Regions from separate parts of the Oryctolagus cuniculus genome. Here region 1 is linked to region 2. A link is a contact called in public Hi-C data. All regions are on one chromosome and are shown on one strand. The core of a region is the stretch at or near the end of the contact, and the rest is flanking DNA. Distances in the headings are between cores, read along the strand shown. Region 1 overlaps CMSS1 (cms1 ribosomal small subunit homolog). Region 2 overlaps CMSS1 (cms1 ribosomal small subunit homolog).

Region 1 (4,224 bases), core at 307-2,806, 340 kb before region 2:
TGCAGATGACTTAATACTGGAAAATCTGGCCAGCGCCGCGGCTCACTAGGCTAATCCTCCGCCTAGCGGCGCCGGCACACCAGGTTCTAGTCCCGGTTGGGGCACCGGATTCTGTCCTGGTTGCCCCTCTTCCAGGCCAGCTCTCTGCTGTGGCCAGGGAGTGCAGTGGAGGATGGCCCAGGTGCTTGGGCCCTGCACCCCATGGGAGACCAGGAAAAGCACCTGGCTCCTGGCTCCTGCCATCAGATCAGCGCGGTGTGCCGGCCGCAGCACGCCAGCCGCGGTGGCCATTGGAGGGTGAACCAATGGCAAAGGAAGACCTTTCTCTCTGTCTCTCTCTCTCACTGTCCACTCTGCCTGTCAAAAAATAAATAAATAAAAAATACTGGAAAATCTTTAAACAAAAATCAAATTGAGTGAGTGTATATGTGTACTTTGTATGTGCAGGGTATTAATGTTCAAAGACAGAGGCCAGGATTGTTAAAAAAAAAAAAAAAGGTAGAAATGTATGTGATTAAAATTGAAATGTGGTGGGGTAAGACAGTTTTTGAGCCTGTATTTCAAAGTTACCAGTTTATTATTTTGTACTATCCATTCCTTTCCTCTTTTCTATAATCATAGAAAATCTGAAGTAGGATACATTTATTTATGTTTTTATAAAACCAGCTGTACCAAATGCCTTTTCTACAGTGATTACAGATTAAATGTCTCATAAGAGTCTGATAACAAGTCTCGGCACCACAGCAGCCAGAATAATCTGCTCTGCCAGTTGCACTGACCCCCGAGTATCCTACACAGTTTAGTGCTATTTTTACCCTGAGCTTGTTTTATTTTTTTTTATGTAGGAAAAAAAACAGGAAATTTAGACTAAGACCTTGGCTTATAAAATCAAATGCCTCAAATTCCATATTTATTAATCATGAGCAGGAATATAAAATGTTTCCTGTGCTTTTATGTAGCATTTTTAGACAGGTTGCCAAGGAAGATATAAAATATAAGTGAAAACTTATTCTGAATTTTCTCTTGATTAAGTTTCCATTCCAACTAGAGAATGCTCAGTTTACGTTGGTAAATTGCTAACTAGAGCAATCTTGCCTCTACTGGCTCTGTTTAAAATGATTACAGAAGAATCTTTCTATGAAAACTTGCAGACAGCTTGTAGATTAAGAATGCTTATGGCCTGAAGTCACAGAGAAAGATAGAATGCTACATAATTTCTTCAAGACACTGGGCCAGCAAGGGACCAGCAGTTTCTGGATTCTGTTTCAGTTTGTGGAGACAGATTCAAGGTTTGGTATTAAAACAACACAGGGATCTTGAAATTTTAGCTTCTTCTCAATTAAAACAAAAAACCTGTAAAGGGCAATTGTATCGTGGCTAAAGAAAAGAATGACCTCTTTTATTTAGAAAGCTAAGCTGTCTTGGGGATGTTGATACATGCCAATTAGAAACTGGGCCACAGCCACTAACTATATTACAGAAGATGCCAGATTGTCAGGAGTCAATTATAGAGCAGGCCATCATCAGTCAGTGTTCCTCAGGCAAAGGACTGAATGTGCTCAGTGGATCTCCTCAGTTACACTGCAGTGTCTCTTCACCAGTATCAAAGTTCTGGTGAAGCAGATTTAGAAACCTGTCACATTTTCTCATTTAGCCTATGGAGGTGCTTTCTAGGAGTATATTCAACATAGTTGTATTCGTGCTACATTTACAGAACCAATGAATTCAAATACAATTCAAATTTAGAGAAAAGTTATAAGGATACAGATATTCAGTTATGAAGCAAACATGAAAATGAAATTTTGAATCATGTATAGGAAAAAAAGAAGCATGCTTGAAGAATGGCTTTCATCATCAACATACTGAATCAGGTTTAACAGTTAGCTTCAAATTGTTAGACCATCCTAAAGGAAATGCCATAGATTTCTTTTCTGGGACCAGTCCCCTTTGCAGGCCATGGGTAATTTTTCCATATAGGTAAGATGGCAGTATGCAGAAATCCAAATCCACAGCACTGAAAATTCCCACAATTAGTCAGCTGTCTTATGAATATTGATCTCTATCCTCAGATACCATGGAAGATGTGGGAGACAGAGGTTTGGTTACTACCTATTTCTGGAAACCAATTCCAACAGCATGTGACTTTGAGAGTTGATAAGTAATATTTCTTCATATATAAGGTAGTAACCTTAAATATTTAGTATAAAGAATTATGTAAGCTGATTTCTAAAAATTTGTCAAAAAATAGAAGCAAAAGAGAAGTTAATTTGGTATAAAAATTTTTGAAATTCATCCATAGGTTTTTTTCATAACATGCATTTTCCACGAGTTTTGGAATACACTTGTACATAGACAAAATGTTACCAAAAACATAGGTTTTAAGAAAAACAATTGGAAGACCAGTATCTGCAAATAATAATTGATAGAATTAAAAAGGAGAGAATGATCCTACATGGGAAGCAGGATACACAGCAGACTCATAGAATGGCAAATGCCCTAAACAGCAATCTGGCCTCAGAATCAGCCCTTAAGGCATTCAGATCTGGCTAAAAAGCCCATGAGAGTTTCGCAGGCATGGAAAGCCAAGACACTCTGGCAAAAAAAAAAAAAAAAAAAAAAAAAAAAAAAAAATGACCTAAATGAAAGATCTCTGTGCGTGAAATCCCAGTGGAAAGAATGGGCCATCAAAGAAGGAGGTACCTTTCTCTGAAGGGAGGAGAGAACTTTCACTTTGACTATGGCCTTGTCTAAATAAGATCGGAGTTGGTGAACTCAAGAGGCTTCCATAGCCTTGGCAGCTCATCACAAGAGCCTCAGGTGATTACCAACGTCATAAATAAGAGTGTCAACTGTTAATCAACAATGGGAGTCACTGTGAACCTGCTCCCCATGTAGGATCTCTGTCCTTAATGTGTTGTACTATGCAAATTAATGGTAAAACTACTACCCAAACAGTACTCTATACTTTGTGTGTCTGTGTGGGTGCAGTCTGTTGAAATCTTTACTTAGTATATACTAAGTTGATCTTCTGTATGTAAAGATAATTGAAAATGAATCTTGATGAAGAATGGGATGGGAGAGGGAGTGGGAGATGGGATGGTTGTGGGTGGGAGGGAGGTTATAGGGGGAAAAGCCACTATAATTCAAAAGTTGTACTTTGGAAATTTATATTTATTAACACTAGGCTGTATCTCCTATCCTGGCAGCCAAGCAACTCTCTCCTTTCACCTGGCCCTTCCTGTTAGCAGACTTGAGGTCTATTCCCTGGAGAAATCAAGGGACCAAAACATCTAGCAGAGGAAAGGAGGCAGAGATTGACGTTCCCTACACCTTCTGCCCCTGTTCCATGCTTATATATTGCAGGCTGGAGACTATTAAAATCTTCTTTGGAAAATGAAGTGAGCTGAGAGAAATGCCACAATACAGGAAGATTTGGAGGTCCAGCTTGTTCTCCAGTATCATAAGGAACACTAATCAATAAGCCATGTACATGCACAAGAAGTTTCACAGTTTCTTAGATTTATTTTATTTATCTGAAATGCAGAGTTACATATATAGAGAGGGACAGAGGGAGAGAGAGAAGAGAGAGATTGATCTTCCATCTACTGGTTCACTCCCCAAATGGCAGCAACAGCCAGGGCTGGGTCAAACTGAATCCAGGAGCCAGGAGCTTCTTCTGGTCAGGTGAGTACAAGGGCCCAAGGACTTGGGCCATCTTACACTGCTTTTCCAGGTGCATTAGCAGTGAGCTGTATAGGAAGTGAAGCAGCCAGGACTTGAACCAGCACCCATATGGGATGCTGGTATTGGAAGTAGCAGCTTTAATCACTATGTCATAATGCTGGCCCCTCCATGAACTTTTTAGTAAATCTCTTCAATAATAGACAACTAAGGCTCAGACATCTAAGTAAAGTACAAAGTGTGAGCAAATAAACAACAAAAAGAACCCAGATTAGAATGAGACAGTACTTCAAAACAATTACATTCTCTCAGAGAGATAAAGGAAGATTTTGCTGCCATGAAGCAAAAATAAGATGCTATCAGAAAATATTTAAATATTGAAACAGTTAAGAAATTTGGAATAAAAAATATAAGAGGAAGGCTTGAAGATACAGGCAAACTACCATAAAGAGGTTAAAAAAAAAAAGGTAAGAAAAAAAAGGTAAGAAAATTAGAGAAATCTGGCCGGCGATGCAGCTCAGTAGGCTAATCCTCCACCTGTGG
Region 2 (4,665 bases), core at 1,554-4,053:
TTCTTCAATACAGTTATTTTTAAAAAATTATTTATTTATTTGAGAGGCAGAGTTACAGACAGAGGGAGAGAGAGAGAGAGAGAGAGAGAGAGAGATCTTCCATCCGTTGGTTTACTCCCCAAATGGCTGCAACGGCCAGAGCTGGGCTGACCCAATGACAGGAGCCAGGAGCTTCCTCCAGGTCTCCTACATGGGTGCAGCGGCCCAAGTATTTGGGCGATCTGCTGCTGCCTTCCCAGGCCGCTATGGATTCAAAGAGCAGCCTGGACACAAACTGGCACCACAGGCAGAGACTTAACTTACTATGCCACAGCACGGGCCCCACAGTTACTTTTTAAACAACACAAATTCTTCAAGAATACAGTAATATCCTTCGGTATTAACAAATCAGCTAGGTTTATTTCTTCTTTTTAAAAAAATAAATGAAAGTTATTTCTTATCTGTTCTGTTGTTCCTGCCTGAATACACCTGTATCAGTCACTTTTTAAACCACAGAAAATTTTAGAAAGAGGAGCTAATTAAAAACTGCAGAACTTCAAAGAGTCTTTAGCCTAAGAGGTAAACCATTCCTTCAGGGCAATAAGCAGGGAGTCAGTGGTAGGGATCACACTGCAATGTACAACATCTCTTATAGTAACATGTGTAAGCAGCCCATTTATTCTACATAAAACTTTTTTTTCTGGTTATAATAATACAAATTTATTACAGCAACCTTGGAAAATGTAAGTGCTTTTGAGGCTGCTGCTTTTGGCTCCTAAGAAGGGTAATGAGAAGACTATGAAGAACAATGGACAATTATTAATACTTTTTCAGAGACAAACCTATCAACTACGGCCCTATTCCAGGTTTTTCTCAGATTGCCAATGAGGAAGGAAATTCACTTGGTGGGAAAGGGGGGCCATCCTGCCCTTACTGCAATTCCCCTGTGCCAGAAAGTGGCAAATTCTTCCACAGAGTACAAGGTTTATGTAATCTGTCTGCTCAGTCCAGACACAATGGCTAAGGGGTCAGCCAGGTCACTGAAGGAGAGGGGCAGGATTTCCTTTCCCCTAGCAGTCCAATTCCTGCTGCAATAATGGTAAAATCACTGCACATTGTTCAAGTACTGGGAAGAAATGTACAGTTGTTCTAAGATGTAAGACTGAGAAGAAGTGAAAAAATTGAATGGGTCCAAATGAAAGAAAAAGAAGGGAGAGCGGGGGAGAAAGGGTATCAGTACAGGAAAGAAAAGAAAAAAAAAAAAGCTGAGATGAAAGAAAACCCTCACAGACGAATGAAAGAAAGAAGATAAACAAGTTAGACAACAATCAGGTTCATATATTTTAAGTTAACAAAGTATTTCTACATGTGATGCTCTATGTCTGGCACAAATGAAAACCACGGAGTTAGGAAGGATTCTAAAAACTATAATTCAGTGTTTATTCTTGGCTTGCCCCCACTGTCCATTATGTAGTTACCACAGAAAGGCAGATGGAGAGGTGACTAGGTGTGACCACAAACCACAATACGTTATAGAACTTTCACCTCAGAAACTGGACAACTCTGTGATATAAAACATAGCAGTGAAACACTATTTAAAACTAAAGGTAGCTAATCAAATTATAGTATCCCTTGCAGTGTAAAACTAAAGCTTTTAGTGATAAGGTTTTATTACATAATGAAGAAATCCTGAGAAAATCAAGGGAAAAAAGCCAAAGCAGCATAAGAAACTTTGGGCTATTTGCCATATTCATTATCTGTTATTTCCATTCCCCCTCCCCAACACAAATTAGCTGTGATTTGCCAAAAAATATAAAAGACAAAAGAAGATAAAGCAGTAATTTTTTGAAGCAATTTTTCTCCAGTTTAGCATTTCCTCCTTTTCACCACCATATCCATCATCATTACTTATGTACTTTCCCACTGAACACTGAGATAAAAACAAAAATACAAAAACACTGTCATTCTGATAACATGGCCTTGACCAAGCATTCCACAGCTGGGACCCTTTGGAAGTCCAGAAGCCCTGAATCTAGTCTTTCCCCGACTTGTCCTCAATTACCACAAATCAAAATAACCCAGGTCCTTGGGAGTCTTGAACCTTTCAATCCTTAGAGGTCAAGGTGTGATGAGGGGCCCTGCAGTCCCAGGGGTCAGGATCATTCCTGAAGGGACACAGTATGTTGACAACACAGCTTCAGAAAGTTCAAAGTACTCACAAAATTCATTTTGAGAAAGGAAACATCCTGACTCCAGCTGTCAAATTAGGATTTGATAGCTTTTTCATAAATGCTGGTTTTGCTCTGGTATATTTCCAAACTTCAGCCTTCCATGATAATGTGAAAGAACACAAGGGTCATGTAGAAACTGGTTGAGAGAACTGCGACTTTGACTACAACTGAAAACACGTCACCTTGGGTGCAATCTGTTGAAATCTTTACTTAGCATATACTAAGCTGATCTTCTATATATAAAGATAATGAAAAATGAATCTTAATGAAGAATGGGATGGGAGAGGGAGTAGGAGATGGGATGGTTTGCGGGTGGGAGGGTGGTTATGGGGAGAAAAAACCACTATAATCCAAAAGTTGTACTTCCGAAATTTATATTTATTAAATAAAAGTTTTCTAAAAAAAAAAAAAAAGAATGAATGAATGAATGAATGAAAAAAAGAAAACATGTCATCTAAACTTCTTTTGGCCACTAAGGCTCCCTGTCATCCAGTGACTCACAGCAACCAGGGAATCTTGCAGATTGCTAGGTTTCTTTTTAGAACTTAGGGACAAAATAAGCCAACACTTAGAATTTAATGAATACATTCCACAGATAGATTTCTTTTCCTCCTACTGCTCCCTTGATAGAACCATTGCCTCTGCCTCAGCATCCCTCATACTTGTAATCCATTCCAAATCTCAACTTCCTTGTTAAGTTGAATTGAGCATTTTTTTAAAAAAGTCTTTTTCTTTTATGAATGAGCTTTCCAATTTATTTAATCTCCTTCAAAACATCTGCTTTCTGATGAAACCCAGAGATTCCTACTTGGAGTAGAGCATTTGCTGTGTGGTCTTAAAAGAGCCATATGCATGGATTCCTCCTGCAATATATACTCCAAATTTGGATAAAACAAACTTACTTGGAGCTCTTTGACATGATGCTCTATAAAAATGATCCAAGACATGACACATTTTAAAGCTGCATACCTCATTTATTGAAAAATGTCCAAGTATAAAATTCATACGATAAAAAAAAACAGCATCTTTTTTATTTTTTGGAAATAACATTTAGAGTTGTCCTAATAAAGTAACCAGCCTTTGCTGCCATCTAGAGGTTAAAGCTATGTAGCTAAATCAGAATTACCAAGAAAAGCACAAAGCTTACAGCATGAACAGTACAAAAACAGAAACTCACTAACTATTGGGCAGTCAGCTCCTATAAATGTCCACCATCCCAAGTCACATTTTCTTTTCCAACACATATCACTGTTGCTTAAAAGAAATAAGCTCACCTATACTGTATTCTTTGTGAATTGGTTTGCTGAACAGATTTAATAAACTGTGGTGCTCACTAAAAATTCATATGCCCATAATTCCACTCCTAGACAATCTTAAATCCAAGTTCAGCATCTGGGCCTTTGCCCAGATTTTAAAAGCCCCACAGATGATTCTGATGAGCATTCTTCAAGGTCACCACTGGCCCCTAATGCCCTGGCCTATCACAGTGCTGGACTATCTACTGGGCCAGAGTCCCACATAAAAGAAATCTTAAAGCTCATGTCTAAAAAAGGTTCAGCTACGCAATTAGTTCCTCAAAGTGTGGGGCTAACCACCTACATTAGAATAAATTACCTTGAGTATATGTTAAAAATGTGGATCTCAGGGCATATCCACAGACAAATGAATTACAATATCTAAGGGAGAGGCCCAGGAATATACAATTAAGAAAGTAAATCTACAATTTAAGATTCCAACAAAGATTTTTTTACACTAAATTGGCTAACCAATGTAAATCTTGACAAAGTTTATCACGGAAACCTATCTTGGACAGGCTATTACTAATTCTATGGTCATATTATCAGCACACTTGATCAGTCCATCACTTATTTCAACTACAAATAACATGGCTGATGTTCACAGAAATGTCCTAATCTCTGAGATATATCACTCCTTTTCTAATCTCTTAATACGTTAGTACTGCTTTTTATACTTGTAATACTTATTATAGAAAGTGTAGAGAATGCAGATAATGTAAGAAAAATAAAAAGGATCTATAACCCCACTTGCCAGAGTTAAATGCTAACAGCATGAGTACGTTTTCTTCTAGCATTTTCTCTTCAGGCATAGGTATTTAAAACATGTATACAGTTTTTTATCTTGCTTTTTGATACTTCTAAATAAATATTTTCCTACATCTTCAAAGCATTATTGTTTAAAGATAATCTATTTCACTGTGATGATACTGTAATTCACTAGCAGTTTTAAACTGTGTCCATTTTCATTATATTCCTAAAATAAACATCATTGTCTGCCTCTCTGATTATTTCCTAGAAAAGATTTGAACAACAAAATGCCTAAGTCAGAGAGTGTGAGTTCTACAGAACTTAATCACTTCTATAATCATGGTTGAAGCTGCTCATCTCATGAAACCCTTACTGGTGTGTGGAGTTCTATTTTTCTAAAACAAAAACAA

The links. A called contact is a pair of places that touch in the nucleus more often than the background predicts.
Region 1: a Hi-C map of an unstated tissue shows a contact between it and region 2, with 3 times the contacts expected there. The contact joins two enhancer-like sites. A contact is called at or near these places in 2 of 6 Hi-C or Micro-C datasets (ear pinna and an unstated tissue).

What each region holds. Positions count from the first base shown.
Region 1 is chr4:54,649,428-54,653,651 of mOryCun1.1, reverse strand. All of the region lies in intron 2 of CMSS1 (cms1 ribosomal small subunit homolog), which reads right to left. The region is part of intron 1 of LOC108178016 (a long non-coding RNA gene); the gene reads left to right. Among named protein-coding and RNA genes, the nearest start is that of FILIP1L, 47 kb to the right of the region's middle. Within about 2 kb of position 1,556, at least 2 of the 8 cell types and tissues checked have an H3K27ac peak or open chromatin away from gene starts, as enhancers often do.
Region 2 is chr4:54,310,554-54,315,218 of mOryCun1.1, reverse strand. The region is part of intron 1 of CMSS1 (cms1 ribosomal small subunit homolog); the gene reads right to left. All of the region lies in intron 5 of FILIP1L (filamin A interacting protein 1 like), which reads left to right. Among named protein-coding and RNA genes, the nearest start is that of CMSS1, 21 kb to the right of the region's middle. Within about 2 kb of position 2,803, at least 1 of the 8 cell types and tissues checked has an H3K27ac peak or open chromatin away from gene starts, as enhancers often do.